Regions from separate parts of the Gossypium hirsutum genome. Here region 2 is linked to region 1. The links are chromatin contacts, called in public Hi-C maps. All regions are on one chromosome and are shown on one strand. Each heading gives the region's core, a stretch centred on a gene start, on an enhancer-like site or on the middle of the called end of the contact. The rest is flanking DNA. Distances are from core to core; before and after follow the strand shown. Region 1 has its middle 29 kb from the start of LOC121205179. Region 2 holds the start of LOC107929409 (protein MODIFYING WALL LIGNIN-2).

Region 1 (6,216 bases), core at 2,548-5,047:
ATCTATTAACAATCTTTCATTTTCTACCATAAATTTCTAATTTTAAGCATATTCATCCAAGACCCAAATTTCATACATTGATAAATTTTCAAATTAATCCCTCGAATAGATAGATTAGACTATCTTGATTCTAAAAATATAAAAATTACTAAAAACGAGACTTGATTTCATACCTTTTTAAGCTTGGAAAGTTTTCTTCCTTTCTCCTAGGGTTTCCATAGAAATTTTGGGGAAGAAGACATGAAAATAAGATGATAATTTATTTTTAATTAATTATCATCTTTTAATTTTTGTGATTTCTAATTTAGTCCCTACTTTTTTCTAATTTTTCCATGGATGAGTCACCAAAAAAATCTACATACTTTTCTTTAATGGCCTAATTACCATATAAAGACCTCTAGTTTTGAATTCCATATCTATTTAATCCTTATAGCTACTAGAATTCAACTTTCGCATTTTATGCGATTTAGTCCTTCTTGTAATTAAACAGTTAATCGATAAAAGTTTCGTATCAAAATTTTTACACGACATGTCTATCATATTACGGGCCATATATTGAAGTATGATAGATTATTGATGCAAATTTTAGTCAAATAATTGATGGTTAACCTATTTAATTATGTTCTAAGTCAAGTATGATAGATTAATGGGATTCTGTTGAGGGGGAGCTATGGATGTTTTGATGATTCCATTATTTGTTTGTTTGGTATTTTTTTGTTCAAAAAAATTGCAAAAAAGGGAGATTATTAAGGTAAGTTTTTGAAGTGGTTGGCTAAGTGCCAAATGGATGTGGTCACTTCTACTATCATAATGACCAACTATTACTTGTCATATTTGGAGTTGACAATTTATTAAAACAAAATCTTTGGGCTTTGAATGGTGTTGATATTCTTAATGTATGCAAGGTTGACTTTGAAGACCAATCCATTTAAAGCAATTATCCTTGAAGATTGGATTAGATCAGATCAAGAAATTAGATCCCTTGGATTGAGGAGAATAGACTGAAATAGTATTGAAGATACAATTGAAGAATGAATCTTTAACAGTCCACTTTACATTGGCCTTTATTAGTATATTGTACTTTGCTAGTTTATAGCTAATGGATTGGATTGTAATTGATCTCTAGAATGTTAGCAAGTTTCGACTTCTCTATATTTGAGAGACTTATATAAGTTTTATATTGATTTTTAGAGCATTTTATTGTTTAGGAATGTATTTTTTAAGTGCATTTGTGAGTAAACAGATTGTGTTTACAACCTAAGTTTTCAGTGAGAGAATTTAGACGTGAGTGATCTAGGTCTTTAAGATAGAAAAATGAGGTTGATAAATTAGGAGAGTGATAGAAATTGAATTGCTTGTTGTATTGAAGATTAAAGATAGTAGATTTACTCATTGAAATAGGCTTTGAGGACGTAAGGAAACTAAACTGTGTAAATAATTTCTTGTATCCTATGTTTACTTTGTTTACAGTGTTCATTGCAGTAGCATCTGAAGTGGTCAAGTCAGTCAAGCACTTTCATTTAGCACTTAGTGTTTTAAAAGCAATTAACAACTGTTCGATTCAACAATTATTTTTAAATTATCTATAATATATATAAAAACAAAAGTTTGGAAAAACTTTTGAATTGACAAAAATGCCTTTTATTTTCCATCATATTGCTAAATTCATATTTTAAAATAATTATAATATTTGATTTAGAATTGTTAGTTAAAACAAGTTTAAATAAAATAGAAGTTGCGATACTTATATATTTAAAAATAGTTATAATTTAATAGAAGTTGTGATAAATACACATTTAAAAATAATTAGAATTTAAATTACAATTATTAATTAAAAAACTTGTACTAATTTTAAAATAAAGTTATTACTTAAATAGAACTCTAAGCATAAAATATGAGTTAATTGCACAAGACATATTCAAATTACAACCTTCATTTTAAATCAATCTCTAAACTTCAAAATGTTCTAATTACATCCCCAAACTATCAATGTTATATCAATCATGTCCTTCCATTATTCAAACCATTAATTTAACTATTCAATGACACATAAAATCTTATGTAACATAATTTAAAATAATTTTTTAATAAAAGTGAAAAACTAAAAATATAGTAAAACCCTTCAAAAAGAGAAAGTGAATGATTGTATATGTAAAATCTTTGAAAACCTCAAAATCAAGATTCTTACAACTTCCATTTTTACAATATTCATTTTTCTTTAAAAGTTTCATTTTAAATTATGTTACATAATATCTAATTAGAATGTTTTAAAGTTTTAGGATTAATTTAAAATGAAAGTCTTACTTTAGGAAATTATGTGCAATTAACTCCATAAAATATATAGAAAAAAAAAAGATGTGATAATCATAATTATATTTTACCATTATTAATTAATTTTTTTTACCTAAACAAACATTATGCTAATTTTATCTTAAAAAAGAACTTATACTATTTTTATTAATGTAAAATAGAGTTATTATTTGAATAAAATTATTAGCATAATAATTATCACTTAATGACTATTAAAATTAATCATGTTAATTAAATATTATTTTGAATAATATTACTATGAATTAATTACATAACCAAAACTATATTGTATGTTGGATATGTAAAAAATGATTTAATTATTATTTAAAAATTTTTTGAAAGGTAAATTCATTAATTCATTCAATGAATGGAAACATACAATTCAGATAACAAAATAGCAAAAAGTCGTTGTAGATGGTTAAGGACAAGCTCCATCAACACAACAAAGGCTTTAGCCTCAGCATCAATAGAACATTATGACACGTTGACAATTGACTTTGTCACAACTCAAGCACAACATATCTGGAGTGATTGCAAACACTTAATACGATAAGAAAATCAGACTCGAATAGTTCAAAGCGGAGAGCAAAAATCGAAAGAAAATCGAGCATTTACCAAATTAGGGAGGACAACAACAAATAATCCCTAAAATCACTTGTAAAACTAAGATTGCATGCATAAATAAGACTGAAAAACAAGCTACAAGATCAGACAAAAACTTCTAAAACTGAAGACTTATTAAGCAATGGAAAAACAAACAAAAAAATATAAAACTTAAGATAACATGGGTCTAAATCGACACGTAAAATCATTTTTTATTCTAAAATACTCTCAAAACAAAAACAGATTAAGAAGTTGATGAAAAGTCACCCACTTTTCACGAAAAGACTATTGGTGGCCACTAGAGTTTTAGTGAATGGCAGACACCGTCATTTGTCCATCACAACTTGCAAAAACAATAAAGATACCCACAAAATAGATCTGCGAACTGAAAGAGAGAAGATATGTGTAGTGAATGATAAGAAGAAAGAAATAAATAGTTGATGGGAGAGGAAAAAGGCGGCTGGTAACCAGCTCGAAGTTTGGCACCGTTGTTGAGCAAAATCCGATATTATTTAAAAATTTTATATTATAATATTTGAATTGATAAGTTAATATATTTTAATTATATTCAATAATTTAAATAAACATATTATTTTATGTTGATTGTTGTAATTAAAATATAATATGTTAAAAAATTAATTAAATATTAAACGTGTAAAATTAAATACAACACATATAATAGTAAAAATTAATTTTAATAAAAGAAATTAGAAAAGTTGAAATGATTTATTTTTCATTTAATCGAAGATACCAAAGCCCAGGGCATATATAGACCACTTTCTAAATTCTAACAAATAAAGCAAATTCATGCCTAGCTAGTTAAATGAGAAAGTTATTTTAGATTGTCCAAATCCGATTCTGGGGCCAAGGCCAAGCCATGGCAAGAAACTTAATTATTATCTTGATAATTATTTTATACTATCCTGAATTTATGCTATTGTCAAAGGACAGTGGTGCACTAGCTACACTTTTTGCTGGGCATCATTAACAAAAGGGAAAAAATCTGCGATGTGATGTGATATATTGTCGATGTCTCTTTTGTCACTCAGTTTCTGAGACGGACGAGAAGGCAACTGTAGTTGGTCATATCATATTAAACAATTAAGTCATAACAATCACATTCAGCCAGGATTTTAATTTTTTTTATAAAAAAGTTAATAATATAGTTAATTCTATCAAACATATCTAAAGTATCACCCTCATTTTGAGTAGATTCTTAAATTATAAAATATTTTAATTAAAATTTTAAAATATTACTATTGCATTAATCATATTATTTTATCAATTTAAAAGTTTATTTAATTTTTAAATGTCAATTTAAATATCATATAGAATATATTTAAAACACATAAATTAAATTATAAATATATACGTTAGAATGAATGTAACATATTAAAAAAATATTGTATCAATAAAATTTAAGAGTTTTTTTCTCTCTTTTTTAACAAATTAGATCCAAGCTATAAATGTAGTAGATGTACATTTATTTATAATTTGAGTCATATATTTTAAATATATTTTACATCATATTTAAGTTGTCAATTAACGCCTAAGCTAATAATGAGCAAGATGGCGAAGAACCCAATTAATATGATATTGATTCTTTAAAAGTTCAATTAGAATATTTTGAAGTTTGGAAACAATTGTAGAATCTTAACTTTTAAGTGCATTTGGTATATTAATATATGTTAAATTTAGATACATATTACACATACATTAAATATGTAAATTAAATTTAAGAATGATAGATTAAATTTGTGTTAGATATTAATAAATAAAAAATTAATTGAGAAAAACTTGACACATAGTGTTACTTATTAATAAATAAATTTTAATATGTATAGCTCGTTTATGAAATTTTAACTCTTAAATTAATTACTAACTGCAAAAGAACGATATAGAGAAACAAAAAAGAAAAGATATAAACATTGCTTGAACTCACTCTTTCCATTAAGATGTCAACCAAGCCAAAATTCAAGATGAGATAGAATATTACTTGATATCATCAGAAATTAAAAAAAGAACAAAAAGTAAAACTACCGCATGCATGCTGAAAAGGCCACATATACAAGGAAGCTAGTACAATTTACAAATAAAAGGATGGCTTTTTCATATGCCCGTTGTAGAACTGCTGATAACTTGGAAGAAAATATTCCAAGATATAAAAGGTGCCAAGGGGAAAACCCGACCCTAACTCATTCTAAGAGCTACAAGACTGCAGAAAACAAAAAACTTGCAAAGGAAGTACCTTTTGGAGGTTTTATGAATCTATTCGATATCCGGACAACTCCTACCCTTCCCCTTATCAGAAAAAAAAAATATTTTTTAGGTTTTTCTTTAAAATTATTTCAATCTTTTATCACACTGCCACACTCACTAATCAACTAGAAACATGCATATATTAAATCTAGCAAGAGATTGAGACTTGATATCACTCCATATATATATATATTCTAATGGCCAGATGGTGGGTTGTCGTGGCCAATACCAGGGCTATGACCGGGAGTTGTTGGCCGAAAAGCTTCGGTCTCAGTCATCTTATAACGATTTATAGTAAAATGAAGAGAAGGAGAAGTTGGCTTTCCCAAATAAGCTCTAGTAGTGATAGGCGATGCACGTAATGGCAGTGCTGCTCGTGATGCTGATATGTGGTCAAAATGCTGCTGCAGAAGTAGAAGCACAAACAAAGAAAGCACAAACGTGTTGGCTTTGTATGCTGCCATCGAGCTAGGGTTGACAAGAAGTGAAAGAGATAGATAGAAAGGGCTAGCAATGAAGAAAGTAATTCAGTTACCAGTCTGCGGCAAACAATTCCTGAGACTGCTATTTAAGACGATGGTACGGTCCCACTAGCAGGTTTTTTAGTCATCGAGAGTTTGATGCACATGGCAATGTCTGTTCCATAGTTGATCAAAATTAGTAGAAGAAAGCGAAGCAAACATGGGAATAATTTCCTAAAATGGCAAGTTTAGCATTTCCTTTCACATTCTATTTTAGCTACCTTTCCTCGGCCGCTCATTGATTAGCTCGTAGAATTTTTTTATATATATATTAAGTAGGGCATTGGTTATGATTAGACAATACCATAAACACTTTGATTATTATTTCTTTTAAATTGTAATAAATATAATAACTAGTACTATATAATTATGAGAGGGATTGAAATCTAGAGTACGATGTATTTATCTAGGTAAGGTAAGGTTTTAAAAGTAAATGCTTCTTCCACTAAGCGTATAAGTTAAGTTAAAATTTAAAATGATGGCTTTGGCATGCTTTGTTCTATTCCTTCCTTGCCACCATAAA
Region 2 (6,216 bases), core at 1,695-4,194, 160 kb before region 1:
CATCATCAGCCTTTGGCAAATTGAAAAAAAAATCTCGAGGTAAATGAATGTTGTTGTTTAGGATTTTGTCATGAGCTCGCCTTTCTGCTGTACTATTTTTAAGGAAAAAGCATCATTGCATGCACATATGTGAATGATGATCGGCTGTCCACCATCCTTGTAGACTGAATTCCACCATCCCTATTATTTTTGCAGGATTTAGGCAAATCTCATCTACAATAAGAGATTGGAGTATATAGGAGAAATGGGTTCAGATTGTAAAAATGATTTTGGTGAAAACATTCTTTTAACATGTAAAACGTAGCAGCTAACTTTTATTTGAATGTTAGGAGAAATGGGAATATCATTGATGAACAATAGGAAAGGGCATCATAATAAGAAGAATTTTGATATAGTCATGATGAAGACCTCTATGGACTGTGGAAGTATTTTTCTGAGCATGGTGGAATAGTACCAAATGTAACTGAGTCCCTTTGATAATCTATTTGGATAAATAGACATATTGATCAAACATTGATGTGGTTTGGGCTCAAGGAGTGCTGCATCCAAATTTATACGAGGCCTTAATTTGCTTTGTATATAGTACATAAATTGTATGTATATAACTACAATAATTTGGGAATACAAGTGGTGAAACAAGGAAAAAGGGCATAAGGAAAATTTTTTGCAAGATAGGAATTAAAATGACATCGTTGTCGCTGTGGGGGGGATGGACCATCCAGATCGACCAACAACCAACTTTACAGAAGAACCACCACTTTCATTCTTGTTGAACCTATTTTATTATTCCTTTCCTTAGGGAACGGATCAAAGAAATGGAGTAGGTAACTGTATATGGTAAGATATCGCTTTGGGGCGCCTTCCTCGTTGGCTCTTGTTCATTCTTTTATTTGATTTTTATCCGATTGGGGGGGGGGCTCCCGGCTTCTGCTCCGTCACTTGTGATCTTGGTGGACTTGAATGCATTAATTTCACACTTGATCTTATACATACATACCTGACTGTCGTTTGTTTAAAAAATTCAACACCCCATCATACGTACGTGTCTATATTTTCTTTCTATCACTGTTGTTTATTTTGATTTTCATGCATTGATTTTGTGGGCTTGGTCAAGTACTTGATTGTTTGTAATTGTGATGGAGGCAGCTCCAATCAAGGTGAAGACGGCAAGTAGACTTAAGACCCCGGAGCTCAAGTACACTCCGTCTCTAACTAGGTAACATTCACCGTCCAACCACCCTTCTCCGTAGGGTTGTGCTCTGCTCATGCTCGTCGCTGCACTTATTAGGATTGCTGCAACTCCAAAGCTGATCCTGCAATATTTCTTTCTTTTTAATATAAGATTCTATTCCAAGTTTTTAAAAAAAATTTAATTAAAAAGAAAAGAAAAGCAAAGACAATCCATGTTCCTCCAAATCCATATCCAAATTTAATTAATTATTATTTTATTTTATTTAGTAGCACTAGACACCAACGTCCAAGACTATGTGTCTGCTATCTTTGATTTTTTTTATTTTTAGAGAATATATTTTCCTAGGCGCATCCAGTCGTTGGATGATCTGATCTGGGGGGAGTGGGATATAGAAAGGGGTATATTTCCAGCTGTCCACCCATTTTCTACAACTAGTTTGTCTCCAATCTCCTTCATATCTATCCCTTAAAAACCCTTAAAAATTCTAGATTCTGATCTACTCTACCCAATCAAATTAACCCACTTGTAGCTCCATTGGAAAATTCGTTACTTGGACCTTTTTCTGCTGACCAGGAATTCTAGAAATATTGAAAGGAAGGAAGAAAACAATAAAAGAAAATGAAGGTTTTTCGTTTATGATTAGGAAAATGATACTGTCTAAGAAGCCGCCTTCTAATCCGGGATTAAAGTTAATAAAATTTTTGGATTAATTATTAGGCTTCCTCCGGTACATACCTTAAAAAATAGAAAAAATGTTAATTTTTAAAAAGGTCAAAAATACATTTGTAGCTAAAAAAATTGCAATTATAGAAGGTGTTCCCCGGTCGGGTCCACTTAAATACAGTTGTACAAGCAGTAGTAGTAGTGGCCTAATTTTGTGTTAACATGGCTGGCATAGGCAATCCACATAACTGGTGGCATCAATATAATCAATACACATGCAGTGCAACACCTTACCAGGAAAACGCCAGCAAAATTGCAGTAAGAGTTGGTTTTTTAGGCTTTCTTGTGTTTGCACTCCACCAGTAACTTGCACAGAGTAGTACGTTCCCTATGATTTGAGCGGTGCAGAGAGAGACTGATGCAGCCACACCCAGTTCAAAGGCATCACTCTTTCCAGGCAAGAAACACATCTTTCCATCCAACTTCAAATCAACCTTCTGGAGAATTAAACCAATTAAAAACCCTTATCAACTAATAATAGCAAGGAATGAATTAATTTATATACATACCTTGGATCTCTTTGCCTCAGCAACCAGACATGCGGCGAAGGAGACAAGGCCGAGGGAGGCAAGGACAGAGAACGTTAAGACGCAACCAAGTGGATGTTTTCCCATATCGCAGGTGGCCGCTTTGTGTTGGGAAGTTGGAAGTTAGTGAAGAGAAGAGGTGGTGGCGGTGATCAAATATCCAGCTCCTGTTTCTGTGCGGTGGGGTGGGGGTGGGAGCGAGCTTTCTTGGGGTTCTTACAAACAATTGTTTCATTGACATTGCTTGTAAGGAGAGAAACCATGCATGTCTCTGTCGCTGTCCCTGTCCCTAGTTGGAAGTTGTTTAGATTATATGGGAAGTTTTTGGATGGGTGAAATCTGAACCAACACTTTCTTATTAAATTCCACCACCTCAAGAGTGAGCATTAAGTTACCACCGAGTATAACTGGCACTTTCTTCTCCTCTCTTTTTCTTGCTATATTCCGCAATGGCGAATTGGCTGTTAGACTTTGATTTATTTTAAATGGGCATTGTAAGTAGAATAGAATAAATGAATGATAATATATATAATAGCATCTTATTTGATAATAATTCCTAAGCTCATATTTTTTAATAAAATTATTTTAGAAAGTATAATTATATAGTGATCGTGGAATAAAAGAAAATTCTGTAACATGTAATTCATTTTTTAATATAATTAAAACACTATGATGGGTAAATAGAATAATAATCGTTTTGAAAATCTAGACTATTTTAAATAATTGATTATTTCTATTTAAATTTTAAATTTTTTATATTTATAAATCATCCGGGAGCTCGCCTTGGAAATTAAGGACCTCTACCTTAAGAACGGGCCTCTTAGCCTAGCTAAGATAATATTGAGTTGATTAACTATTAATAAACATTAAAAATGATTTCTTAAAGTAGGGAATGTTTTTATCTTTTCATATTCTATATAAAATTTATAAAATACAATTTAGACTGAATAAAAAAAAAAAACTCACAATAATACAATTTAACCATGACACTAAAATTTTCAAAACCTTAGACTTTATTATATTTTTATAGGGATAAATATTAAAATTATATATGAACTATAATTTAATTGTAATTGTATACTTGAATTTTGATTTTGTGTAATTTTAACATAAAATTTTGATTTGATTCAATTCTTGTAAATTATTAACACAATTATGGATATAACATCGTTTTTTGTTTATATACCGCATGCATAAATAATTATAGTTATTTAATATAAAAATAAATTAATGAATTTATTTCTTTAAATGTGTATGATTTAATCAAAATTAAAATTTTAAGCATAAACATTTTATCCATTGCCTTTCTCGCCTTTCTCCATTTTTATCCATTGCGTTTTTCCTTTTTATCTCATCTAAAGCATAAACATTTTACTTGAAAAACCTTAAATAAAAATAAGAAATAACAATCCATAACCTAAATCCCCATAAACCACACACTAACGATCATTTACTTCAAAACCAAATGCAATAAAATCCGACATTCACTCATTATACTTAAAGTGTTCAATACTAAATGAAAATTTAAGTGTAAGGCATAGAAAGATATTTACCATAAGTTTGCCCAAATACAAACATGGCTGATGAATGTACATGTTACTCAATTTGTCATAATTCTATATTATTATTAGCTAGTTGATGGAGTTTTTTTCTTTTTTTTTTTGTTTACGGATTTAAGAGTAAAACCCTATGAGACTAGTAGTCTTGAAAATACGATCACATTGCGAGTTACCATATCCTTAACAGGAACATGTTTAATAGGAATTTATAAGGGTTGGGTGCAAACATCAATAAGAGGATACATTCCTTAACCCAATTACCCTTATAAAAATCTACATTCATGCCATTCCTTACATTCTAGATAAAACCATCACAAATCCTACGCCAAATACCACAAATTCTTTTCCATAACCATGACACATTACCCATATATAAGGATGTAGGTAGATTTCCCCTCAATTTATATTTGGTTCTGAAAACCTAAACCCATAACTAATTAGGTTTCTTGATAAGATTAAAACCAATTTTTACGAGGAAAGCATCATTTGGACAATCAAGCTTGTTAAAGCTAATGCTGCCACGTTTTGGAACTTTGCAGAGATCATTCCACTTGAAAAGATTTATCCCTTTCTTCTCCTCAATGTGTCCCTACACAGAGTTACAAATAATTTTATCAATTTCAAAGCAAACTCCCTTCGGAATAACATTCTATTGCATTATATAATTATGGATAGTTGCTAACATTGCTTTGCCAATAACCGCCTCCGAACGTACTAACATCCAGAGTAGAAATCCTATACAAAAGATACAAAAAACAGCATCCGCAAGTGTACGATTTAGGTTGTAATATAGTTACAACGGAGTAGGTGAGTACTGCAAGGATTGTACCCAAGGGAGCCTAAACATGAATAGATTTAATTAGTACTTTAATTGGATTATATTATGAAGAATAAAAAGAACGGTTTTGGTAAACTATATTAATAATAATAAAAGAAAGTAAAGAAATAAATAAAACACGAGAAATCAAAAAGTAAAATATATCAAATCTGGTCATGGGTGATTAGCTTGCTTCGGTAGTCATAATCAACTGTCACTTTAGGTTTTCTCATTTAATCAACTAGTCGATATCCTAGAAGATCTTCTGGTCTTCTACTAGAATAATGAGTCGGCAATAAATATTTATCTCTTGACCTCACAGTCCAGACCGATTTAGGGTTAAGGTGTTTACAGATAGACCACACAAAATTTAGGTTGATTCCCACCTTAATGACTTCCTAGGGTTATCAGGCCTAGGTTTAGGCAGGGGCGAAGCCAGAAAATTTTTTTAGGGGGTCGAATGAAATTTTAATTTTTAATAGTCTATATCATTATAATTTTTAAATGATTAAATCATTTTTTATAATTTTTATAGTTTTTAATAGCGTAAATAGCAATTTTCCATTTTAAGAAGGGTTGGGGCCTTTGCCAGCCCCCCTAGATTCGCCTTTGGGTTTAGGTTTTTCCTTTCCTGAACAACTGATTCATTAAGAAACCCTTACAAAATAGTTAATTAATCATACCTCCACTCGCTAATCCCCCACAGGAGGATTAGTTCCTCATGGATCTAATAAATAATATAAACTTGATAGAAAGAATAAACATGAAGAATAATTCAAGAGAATAAAGTTTAGAAGAAGCTTGATTTGTATTTAGAATTAAGTGTTGAATTCTCATAGAGTTTGGTTGTGTTTCACAAATTTGATCTCCCCACAAAAGCAAATAACAAGAACTGAAATAAAATTTAAAACCTAAGAAAAAGGAGAAACTAAAGACTAAAACTAAAGAGAAAACTATACAATATCAAAGTTGTCCATAACATGTGTTAAATTAGCCTATTTATAGATTTTAGAGTAGTCGTCGTCCATAACCCTAGGTCAGTTGTTGTCCCCGTGTTTACTATTTTATTGTGCGGAGTAAAACGCCCCTGACTTATAATTATTTCCCATACAGAGGTGATGTCGTGACACACAAGGTCCTGTGTCACAATATCGAGGGTAGTATGCTCCATCTTCAGGGTGTCTTCAAGGGTGTATCGCGACATCCCCAAGTTATTTCGTGACATCCCTAGGTTATGTTGTGACATCGAAGGGAGTTCTGGAATTCTTGTATTCTGCTCCCTGTGTTGTGACACCCAATGCTTCGTGTTGTAACACAATGACTAGTATCGAATTAATACGCCTTTTAGTGGTCTCCTATATATTCACAAAGTATATTAGCTCACATTTAGGCCTTATT

What was found. Hi-C and Micro-C count contacts between places; a contact is called where the count stands out from the background.
Region 2: a contact with region 1 is called in a Hi-C map of hypocotyl, with 4 times the contacts expected there. The contact joins the promoter of LOC107929409 here to the enhancer-like site in region 1. A contact is called at or near these places in 5 of 34 Hi-C or Micro-C datasets (anther, hypocotyl, leaf and 1 more).

The regions. Positions count from the first base shown.
Region 1 is chrA08:109,802,187-109,808,402 of Gossypium_hirsutum_v2.1, reverse strand. No RefSeq gene overlaps it. Among protein-coding and RNA genes, the nearest start is that of LOC121205179, 29 kb to the right of the region's middle. Within about 2 kb of position 3,797, at least 1 of the 9 cell types and tissues checked has an H3K27ac peak or open chromatin away from gene starts, as enhancers often do. A contact at or near this core is called in hypocotyl, where this site is marked.
Region 2 is chrA08:109,966,009-109,972,224 of Gossypium_hirsutum_v2.1, reverse strand. It overlaps LOC107929409 (protein MODIFYING WALL LIGNIN-2), which reads right to left and starts at 2,944. Exons shown (of 3, transcript XM_016860822.2): 1 at 2,425-2,944; 2 at 2,150-2,349; 3 at 541-1,313. The coding sequence starts at 2,529. The coding sequence ends at 1,085. It overlaps LOC107929410 (a long non-coding RNA gene), which reads left to right. Exons shown (of 6, transcript XR_005899437.1): 5 at 1-39; 6 at 196-357.